2 separate regions of the Mus musculus genome follow, and region 2 is linked to region 1. A link is a contact called in public ChIA-PET data. All regions are on one chromosome and are shown on one strand. Each heading gives the region's core, a stretch centred on a gene start, on an enhancer-like site or on the middle of the called end of the contact. The rest is flanking DNA. Distances are from core to core; before and after follow the strand shown. Region 1 has its middle 25 kb from the start of C330020E22Rik. Region 2 holds the start of Hdac1 (histone deacetylase 1).

Evidence for each region. ChIA-PET counts read pairs in DNA pulled down with a chosen protein or histone mark.
Region 2: an RNA polymerase II ChIA-PET map of memory CD8 T cells shows a contact between it and region 1, with 57 read pairs. The contact joins the promoter of Hdac1 here to the enhancer-like site in region 1. A contact is called at or near these places in 2 of 39 promoter capture datasets (hippocampal neurons and pre-B cells), 1 of 15 datasets of contacts at CTCF or cohesin (the NIH/3T3 cell line), 1 of 484 Hi-C or Micro-C datasets (nephron progenitors), 3 of 115 datasets of contacts at active chromatin or transcription factors (embryonic stem cells and memory CD8 T cells) and 1 of 9 other capture datasets (adipose tissue).

Annotation. Positions count from the first base shown.
Region 1 is chr4:129,405,276-129,409,473 of GRCm38.p6, reverse strand. No RefSeq gene overlaps it. Among named protein-coding and RNA genes, the nearest start is that of C330020E22Rik, 25 kb to the right of the region's middle. Within about 2 kb of position 2,758, at least 130 of the 459 cell types and tissues checked have an H3K27ac peak or open chromatin away from gene starts, as enhancers often do. A contact at or near this core is called in embryonic stem cells, hippocampal neurons, memory CD8 T cells and 1 more, where this site is marked.
Region 2 is chr4:129,541,313-129,545,002 of GRCm38.p6, reverse strand. It overlaps Hdac1 (histone deacetylase 1), which reads left to right and starts at 2,357. Exons shown (of 14, transcript NM_008228.2): 1 at 2,357-2,422. The coding sequence starts at 2,374.

The sequences.
Region 1 (4,198 bases), core at 1,509-4,008:
GTTCATTTAAGATTAGCTGGGCTTGCTGCCTGCTCTTGAGAAAAACATTTATAGCCTGAGGATTTTCTTTTTCAAAGATCCCACATAATAATATAGAACTGTTAATGTTAAATACTCTTTCCATCTGTCTCAGAACTCATTAGCTTCATTTAGCATAAGAAGGAAAAAAATAAACTGCTACTTTGTTGCTAGTGGCACAGGACTTGGCCACTTCTTGCTTACTGGTTTTTGTAAATAAAGCTTTATTGCAACTGCGGTAGCAAAGTTCAGTGCTTGTGACAGGTACCTTACTTTTCTTTTCTTTTCTTTTCTTTTCTTTTTTTCTTTTTTTTTTTTTTTGGTGTTTGTTTGTTTGTTTGTTTGTTTGTTTTGGGTTTTTTTTGGTTTTTTGAGACAGGGTTTCTCTGTGTAGCCCTGGCTGTCCTGGAACTCACTCTGTAGACCAGGCTGGCCTCGAACTCAGAAATCCACCTGCCTCTGCCTCCCAAGTGCTGGGATTAAAGGTGTGCGCCACCAGACCTGGCTGACTGGTACCTTTTATCTACAAAGCCTAAGGTGTTTGTGGGGGTTCTGAATGAGATGTCCCCCCCATAATCTCCAGCATTTGAATACTTGGTCCCCGGTGGTTAGTGTCATTACTTGGGTAGGTTTAGGAGGTGAGGTCTTGCAGGAGGAACTAGGTCACTGGAGTAAGCTTTGAGAGTTTTAAGACTTACCACATGGTTTCTAGTTCCCTCCTTCTGCTCTGGGCTTGTGGTTCAAGAAGTAAGCCCTTAGCTTCTGTTACCACGCCTTTGCTCCACCCACCATGGACTGTAACTCTCTGGAAACTTAAGTCCAAATCAACTCTTTCTACTATGAGTTGCCTTGGTCATGGTGTTTTATTATAGCAATAGAAGAAATACATTGCTCACTAAAGTAAGTGTTCCTTTACAGAATTTGCCTCCCTGTGATCTATTCTGCAAAGTCCTGGACAGGACTGCAGATCTGTTGTTCTTCCTCCGGCAATCTGTAAATATCGCTGGGATTAGAGTGGTGTGTATGGCAGTCAGTCAGTGGAGGACATGATGGATCTGTGGGAGGCTGAGGGGAAGTGGCTAGGAGGATCTGGCCAAGAGAAAGATGATCCTTTTGATCTATTCCAAGGAAATATGCCTGGGTCCTCGGGGGTTGGGGGGGACCCCAAAGAACAAAGAAACAAAGAAAAAAAAAAACAAGACAAAAAAATGACTTGGGTTCTGTCCAGGAAAGACGTTTCCTCAGATGACAGGGCATCCCTTGGGTCAGGCAGCCAAGGTTTCGGGGCTCACCTGGGAATTAGGGCAGGATCAGTTTCATAGATCAAGAAAATCATGGCCTGGAGCTGGGGACATACCTCAGGGTGGAGCACTTGCCTCGCAGGCACAGGACCCCTGGTTCATCCCCAGCATCACCAGAAAAAAATGATGGGACAGAGAGGTGGCATTGCCAGCAGATAAAAGTATTTGCTATTCTTGCAGAGGACCCGGGTTTGATTCCTGACCCCTGTGTGGTAGCTTACAATCATCAGCGACTCCAGTCCCAGGGTATCCAATGCCTTCCTCTGGCCTCTGTAGGCACCAGGTACAATTCACCTGCATGGGCAAACACTCATATACAAAATAAAAAAAGAGTCCTGGCAGGAAGATGTTTGGGGACAATGTAGGTGATAAGGCTACCTAACTTAGGGTGGGATCCTGTGTCCTTGAAAGCCCTAGTAAGCCAGGCTCAGCCTCCTGTCTTTGATAAAACTGATGAAAAAATGCCAATAAACTGGGCAGTGGTGGCACACGCCTTTAATCCCAGCACTCCGGAGGTAGAGGCAGGCAGATTTCTGAGTTCGAGGCCAGCCTGGTCTATAAAATGGGTTCCAGGACAGCCAGGGCTATACAGAGAAACCCTGTCTCAAAAAACAAAACAAAAAAACCCAAAAAAGAAAAAAAAAACAAAAAAGCCAATAAATAGTGAAAAGCAGAAAATTTTAATTTATTCAATAAGGTCACACTGGGATGAGGTGCAAAGAGATAGGGTGGCTGTCCTAGGCCATCTTTCTGGTCCAAACATGGGAGGGGGTATAGTTTCAACTGAGGGCAATCTGTAGACATAATTATTCAGTCCTAGTCAAGGTGAGTTTCTTCCCATCACTGATCCATCACTGCTGGGTTCCAGTTAAAATGTCTTCCATTTTCATGGAGACAGGCCCCGGTTTGGTTGGCAGCAGGATCCAGCCTTTTCCATCTCCCCGTACGAGAAACCTGAGGGAGGAGGGATGGAACTCCAATTTCCAGGGCTTCTTAGTCCCAACAGTCCAGAGAGCCAGAATGAGAGACCCAAACTCCTTTTAGAATCTCCTCTTTCCCTTCAGGCGTTTGTGGACCATCAGGAGACGGTTAGTGACTAAGAGTTGTTTATTATTCAATTCCAAGTCGTTAGAGACAATCGCATGTGGAGGCTGCAAAGGGGACTGGGAGAGCAGGAACTCAATGCTGGTTTAATGTAGCCCAGGCTGGCCTTGAACTACTTGTTCAGTGGAGGGATAACCTTGAACTCTCGATTCTCTTCCAGTTGAGGGCTTTCAGGTATTGTTGAGATTACTGGTGGGCACCGCCACACCTAGTTAAATCGTGCATCAAAACGTTAAATTTTTATGAAGAGACACATCGATGTGTGTTACCTCAATGAAAAGAGAAGTGTAGTTACTGTTTCTGGACTCCAGGAGGACCTCTTGCGGGAGGATGCTCCCCTGGAGACACTGCAGGATAATGGCTGCGCTGTCGCCCAGCCTCCACCCGCCCGCCCGGGGAAAGGCGCCTGAGTCTCCTGGCAGCGACCACGGGGAGGCAGCGGGAATGGGCCGGGGCGTGCCCGCAGCAGGCGGGCGCCAGGACCGGGGGAGGGTCAGATCTGGGCGGTTGATTTATGGAGGATGTGCCGGTCTTGATTCGCTTCTGGCTATGCATCTAAGGCAGGACTATCGCGGAAGTCCTTCTTAGCGCTTGGTATCCAGAGGTCCAGGGTTTAAATCTGTCAGGTCTTATTACTGATAATGTTCACTTTTGTCTTAAATTAAGGTGGTGTCTGCCAGGATTCTTTGCTGGAAAGTTACCCCTGGCAATGGAAACGACGTTCGTACTTAAAATCACCATTTCTCTCCTTTGAAACTTGTTTTTAGGGTTTACTTATTTTACGTGTATGAATATTTTGCCTGTGGGCTTGTGCAACACATGTGCCCCTGGTGCCTGGGTCAGAAGAGAATGTCCGATCCCCTGGAGCTGGAGTTATGGATGGTTGGGAGTTGCTATGTGGGTGCTGGAAGTTGAACCCCAGTGCTCCAGAACAGCAAGGGCTCTAAACCACTAGGCCATCTTTCCAAACACTCTTGTTCTTTTTAAACATTTTAAACATAATATTTATTTTTAAATGCAGACTCCCCATTTCTGATTTTATTCCTGATTGTAATCTGTTGCTGTCATTCACATTTAATGCTCTGAGTCAGGCCAATGAAAGCCTCTTCAGGACAGCTGTCTGTGTTTCTAGTTGATGTGTCTCCACTGTTCTCTGGCTGCGTTCTTCCCTCTGATACAGGATGCTCTGGCCTCATCTTCTGTACTTCCCTACCCGGCTTAGGCTTAGAATCAGGTACTTCTCCGGAGAGCCCTGGTTCTGCTGAGTAAACAATGTGATATCTTGAGACAGGATCTTCCTTGGTTTGTATTTTGGGGTCTCCTGCCTCTGTCTATAAATGCTAGGATTATAGATAGGTACCACAAGGTCTACAGGGAGTGGGGATTTAGAACTCGATCTGAGCCCTGGGTGGTGTGCTGGTGCATACCTGTAATCCCACCACTGGGAGAATGGAGACAGGAAAATGTGGATGAACTCCTCTAAGTTGACTCCATCTTTAAAAAAAAAAAGGCCAGTCATGGTGAGTAGCGCATACCTTTAATCCCAGCACCTAAAGGCAGAGATAAGACAGTCCACATATTGAGTTGTGAGTTTCAGGCCAGCCAGGGCTAAAGAAGGGGTGAGGAAGAGGAGGAGGAGGAGGAGAAAAGGTAGATGGCCGGTGAGCTCATAGGTTTTGATTTGAGGCCCTCTCAGAAGACATTTCTTTCATACACCAATAGATAAATGAGTTATAAAACATATGGAAAATAATATAGAGTGATTATAGACTCAT
Region 2 (3,690 bases), core at 1,108-3,607, 140 kb before region 1:
TACCACGTGCCTGGCCTCTGCGGGCATGTGAGGTTGTAACCCTTGCTCTACATCTTACAAATGCTTCAATACCCATGATTCTGTCCTATAGTGGGTACTGTGGACAGCCATGGAGTGGGGAAACTTTGGAGTCCTCTTCTGTCTACACTGCAAAGATGGGAAAGGAGGCCTAGAAATGATGAGGAGACCCACCTAAAGCCAGAAGAGTAGCAGGGGTGTAGAAATGGAAGTCTGTGTCCTGGCCCTCTGCCATCACACAGCCTCCCTGTCACTAAAGGCCCTGTGCAATTCCCAAGGGAGTGACGCTGAGCATACAAGGGCTGGGGGTTGTGGTGCAAGCCTCAATCCCAGCTTTTCAGAACAGGGCTTCATTGTGTAGCTCTGGCTGTCTTGGAACTCACTATGTAGACTAGGGTGGCTTCCATTCACAGAGATCTACAGTCCAGTGCTGGTATTAAACTCGTGTGCTACTATGTCCAACTGTTGTAGGAAACAAACAAACAAACAAACAAACCCCAAAAAACAAAAAACTCAGCACAGAGCCTTTTGGTGGATCAATAATGGCTACTTGAAGATTGACGGATTCAGGTTTTGTAGGAGCATGGGAGATGGTGGTTTTCTGCCATTTAGACACTCCCAGACATTTGTCAATGTGTAAGGACAATTTTGGGTGTCACAGTAAGGGCGTGTGTGGGGTGTTGCTACTGGTATAGAAGAAGGCCAAGCAGTCAATTAACATCTAAAAGGCCCGAAGACAGCCCCTACAACAAAGAGTGTAAGTAATTCAAGGTTAAGAAATTTTGCTGGCATGGCTTGAGGGTGGGGGAGTGGTGAAGGTCTTTTTTTTTGTTGTTGTTGTTGGTTCCCCCCCCACCCCCCAGACACGGTTTCTCTGTATAGCCACGTCTGTCCTGGAACTCACTGTGTAGACCAGGCTGGCCTCAAATTTAGAAATCAGCCTGCCTCTGCCTCTCAAGTGTTGGGATTAAAGACATATGCCACCCACTCTGGGGATAGAGGCAGGCAGATTTCTGAGTCGAAGACTCAGTTGAAATAAGGAGATCTGACGCCCTTCTGGTCTGGTGTGTGTCTGAAGGCAGCTACAGTGTACTTAATAAATAAATAAATAAATAAATAAATCTTTAAAAAAAAAAAAGGCAGGTGTGGTGGGGCATGCCTTTAATCACAGCACTCCGGAGGCAGAGGCAGGCAGATGTCTGAGTTCGAGCCCAGCCTGGTCTACAAAGTGAGTTCCAGGACAGCCAGGGCTATACAGAGAAACCCTATCTTGAAAAACAAACAAACAAACAAAAAAGCAAAAACAAACGAAGAAACAACCCCGCCCCCCCACCCCCACGTCCCCCCCAAACAACAACTTAGGCTTTCAGTTTAGAAAAATTAAGTTCTGGGTAGGTGAGATGGTTGCTGCCACCATGCCTGACCCAAATTTTCTGGATGGATCGCCCCGCCCCCACCCAGAGCCATTACATAGGAACACTCCCTCCAACACTCCCTCCAGTAAATTAAAAACTAAACACCAAGTTCTGTTACTTTGTCACAGTGCTCGGGCATATTGGATTTTGTCTTTTTTTAAAAAAAATATGTACAATTGGAGACGGAATTTAATTTGTAACACTGAATAAGCTCTTCAGCTTTACCTGTAAAATTGTTTTGTTATTTTTTGAGACATGCTTTCACTACGGAGAGCAAGTTGGCCTCAGATTACAGAGATCTTCCTGACTCTGCCTCCTGAGTGCTGGGATCAAAGACATAGCAACCACGCCCAACTGAAAACGAGCTTTGACATTAAAAAAGAAAAGTCCGTCAGAACTTATGAGCACATAAAGGTCTTGCCCCACTACAGTAGGCCTCTGGATATTTTCTTTCTGTTCCTTGCCATTCATTTCTCTCTCCAGTTCTAATCCAGACCAAACCTAGTCTTTTAGCTGCGTGACCTTGCGCAAGCATCTTTCCCCGGGAAGCCTCGGCGTATTCTCGGTAAAACGAGAAAGTTGGCCTCTGATCTTTGCACACGCTCCCAACTGTGAAGCGGGCTGCAGAGTTTACGGAGCCGACTCCCTCTCCCGGGACTCGATGGTACGGCCCCCGGTCTCCCCCACCCCTCCGCGCCGGACTTTGGTACAGGCCCAGGGGGCCCGCGGTGGCTTCTCTAAGCTGCCCTTGCCCCCCGCCGAGTTCCGGGCCCGACCCCGCGCATGCCGATTGGTTAGAGTGAGGCCCGGGCTGTGCGGCTATAGGTGATCCCGGGGGTGGGCGGGGCTTCGAGGCCGGCCCCTCCCCCTGGTCGGACGCCGTAAGGAGCCGCGGGCGGGCGGGCGGACAGACTGACGGGAGGGCCGGGCGGCGAGCAAGATGGCGCAGACTCAGGGCACCAAGAGGAAAGTCTGTTACTACTACGACGGTGAGCTGCGGGTGGGCGGCGCGGGCCGGGCGTTGGGGAAAGGCTGGGGGAGGAGGCTGGGAGGAGGCTGAAGCCCCGGGGAGGCTGAGGGAAAGTCGAGGCTGAAGGAGGAGGTTGGAGAGAGGAAGTCGAGGCTGAGGCCGGAGATGAGGTGGGGGTCGTGGAAGGGGTAGTCTGCGGTAATCCCGGTGGCGGAGATTCTCGGGGAATCCGACCTGAAGTTGGAGTGGGATTCCTGGAGGGAAGCCTAAGTGGCGGCGGGGATCGGAATATGATGGAGACGGTTTGCCTGGATATCTTCCCCTGCTGAGAATACAAAGGTTTTTCACTGTCCCCATTCACTCTCTCTCTTTTTCTTTCTTTCTTTTGGTGAGTTCTGCAGGACTGGCCACTCATCCCCTCCCCCACTCCATCCCCCAAGTCTATGAGTAGGGCCTGCAGTTGCTAGTTGGGAAATGGGGCTCCCCGGGGATGCAAGAAGAGAGGTGCATGAAACTTGTTAAAACGACTTTTCATTGAGCCAGCGCGAGCATCTTACTCTGTCCTGGGTTGTGTTTCTGTTGGGGCTGGAGGGCTCATCGAGGCACATTTCCTGTGTTGAGTTCCCGTCTGAAGGGGGAGCTAGACAATGTCACAGGTATCTTTCGGTGTTAGCGCTGGGACAAGGGAATGTGGGGTGGAGGAGAACACAGCAGGAGCCTCAGCCCAACCTGAGAGGAGCAGGTTGTGTGTCAGTGCTTAGGACCCAAGAACTGGAGTTACAAGCCAGGCCCTGGCAAGTGGAGCCAACAGCAGGGGGAGGGGACAGCACCTTTATCTGAGAAAGGGTCTCACAGTGTAACTCAGCTGGTCTTGGATTAAGCCCCTTCTTCTTACTCTTGACTCCAGGCTTACACCACTTGGTCCAGCATTTGTGTTTTGGGAATAGCAGTTGAGTTGTTCAGGGGACATCTAGCCAGCCAGCCAGTAGGCGGTTGGCTGTTTAGATCTGAAATTTAGAAGACAGATATTTTTTGGTAATTGTCGGTATAAAATAATTCAGATAGTAATTTTAGCTGGATTAGAAAAGGGTGTTATAACTCCAGTTGTAGAGGGTGAAGAGCTATGTTGATACTTTTTTTTTTTTTTTGGAAATGGCCTCTGTGTAACCCTGGCTAGCCTGGAACTCACTTTGTAGACCAGGTTTGCTTCCTACTGGAAGAGATTTATCCTACCCCCCTCCCGAGTGCTAGGATTAAAGGCATGTGCCACAACCCTGGCCTGTTTTA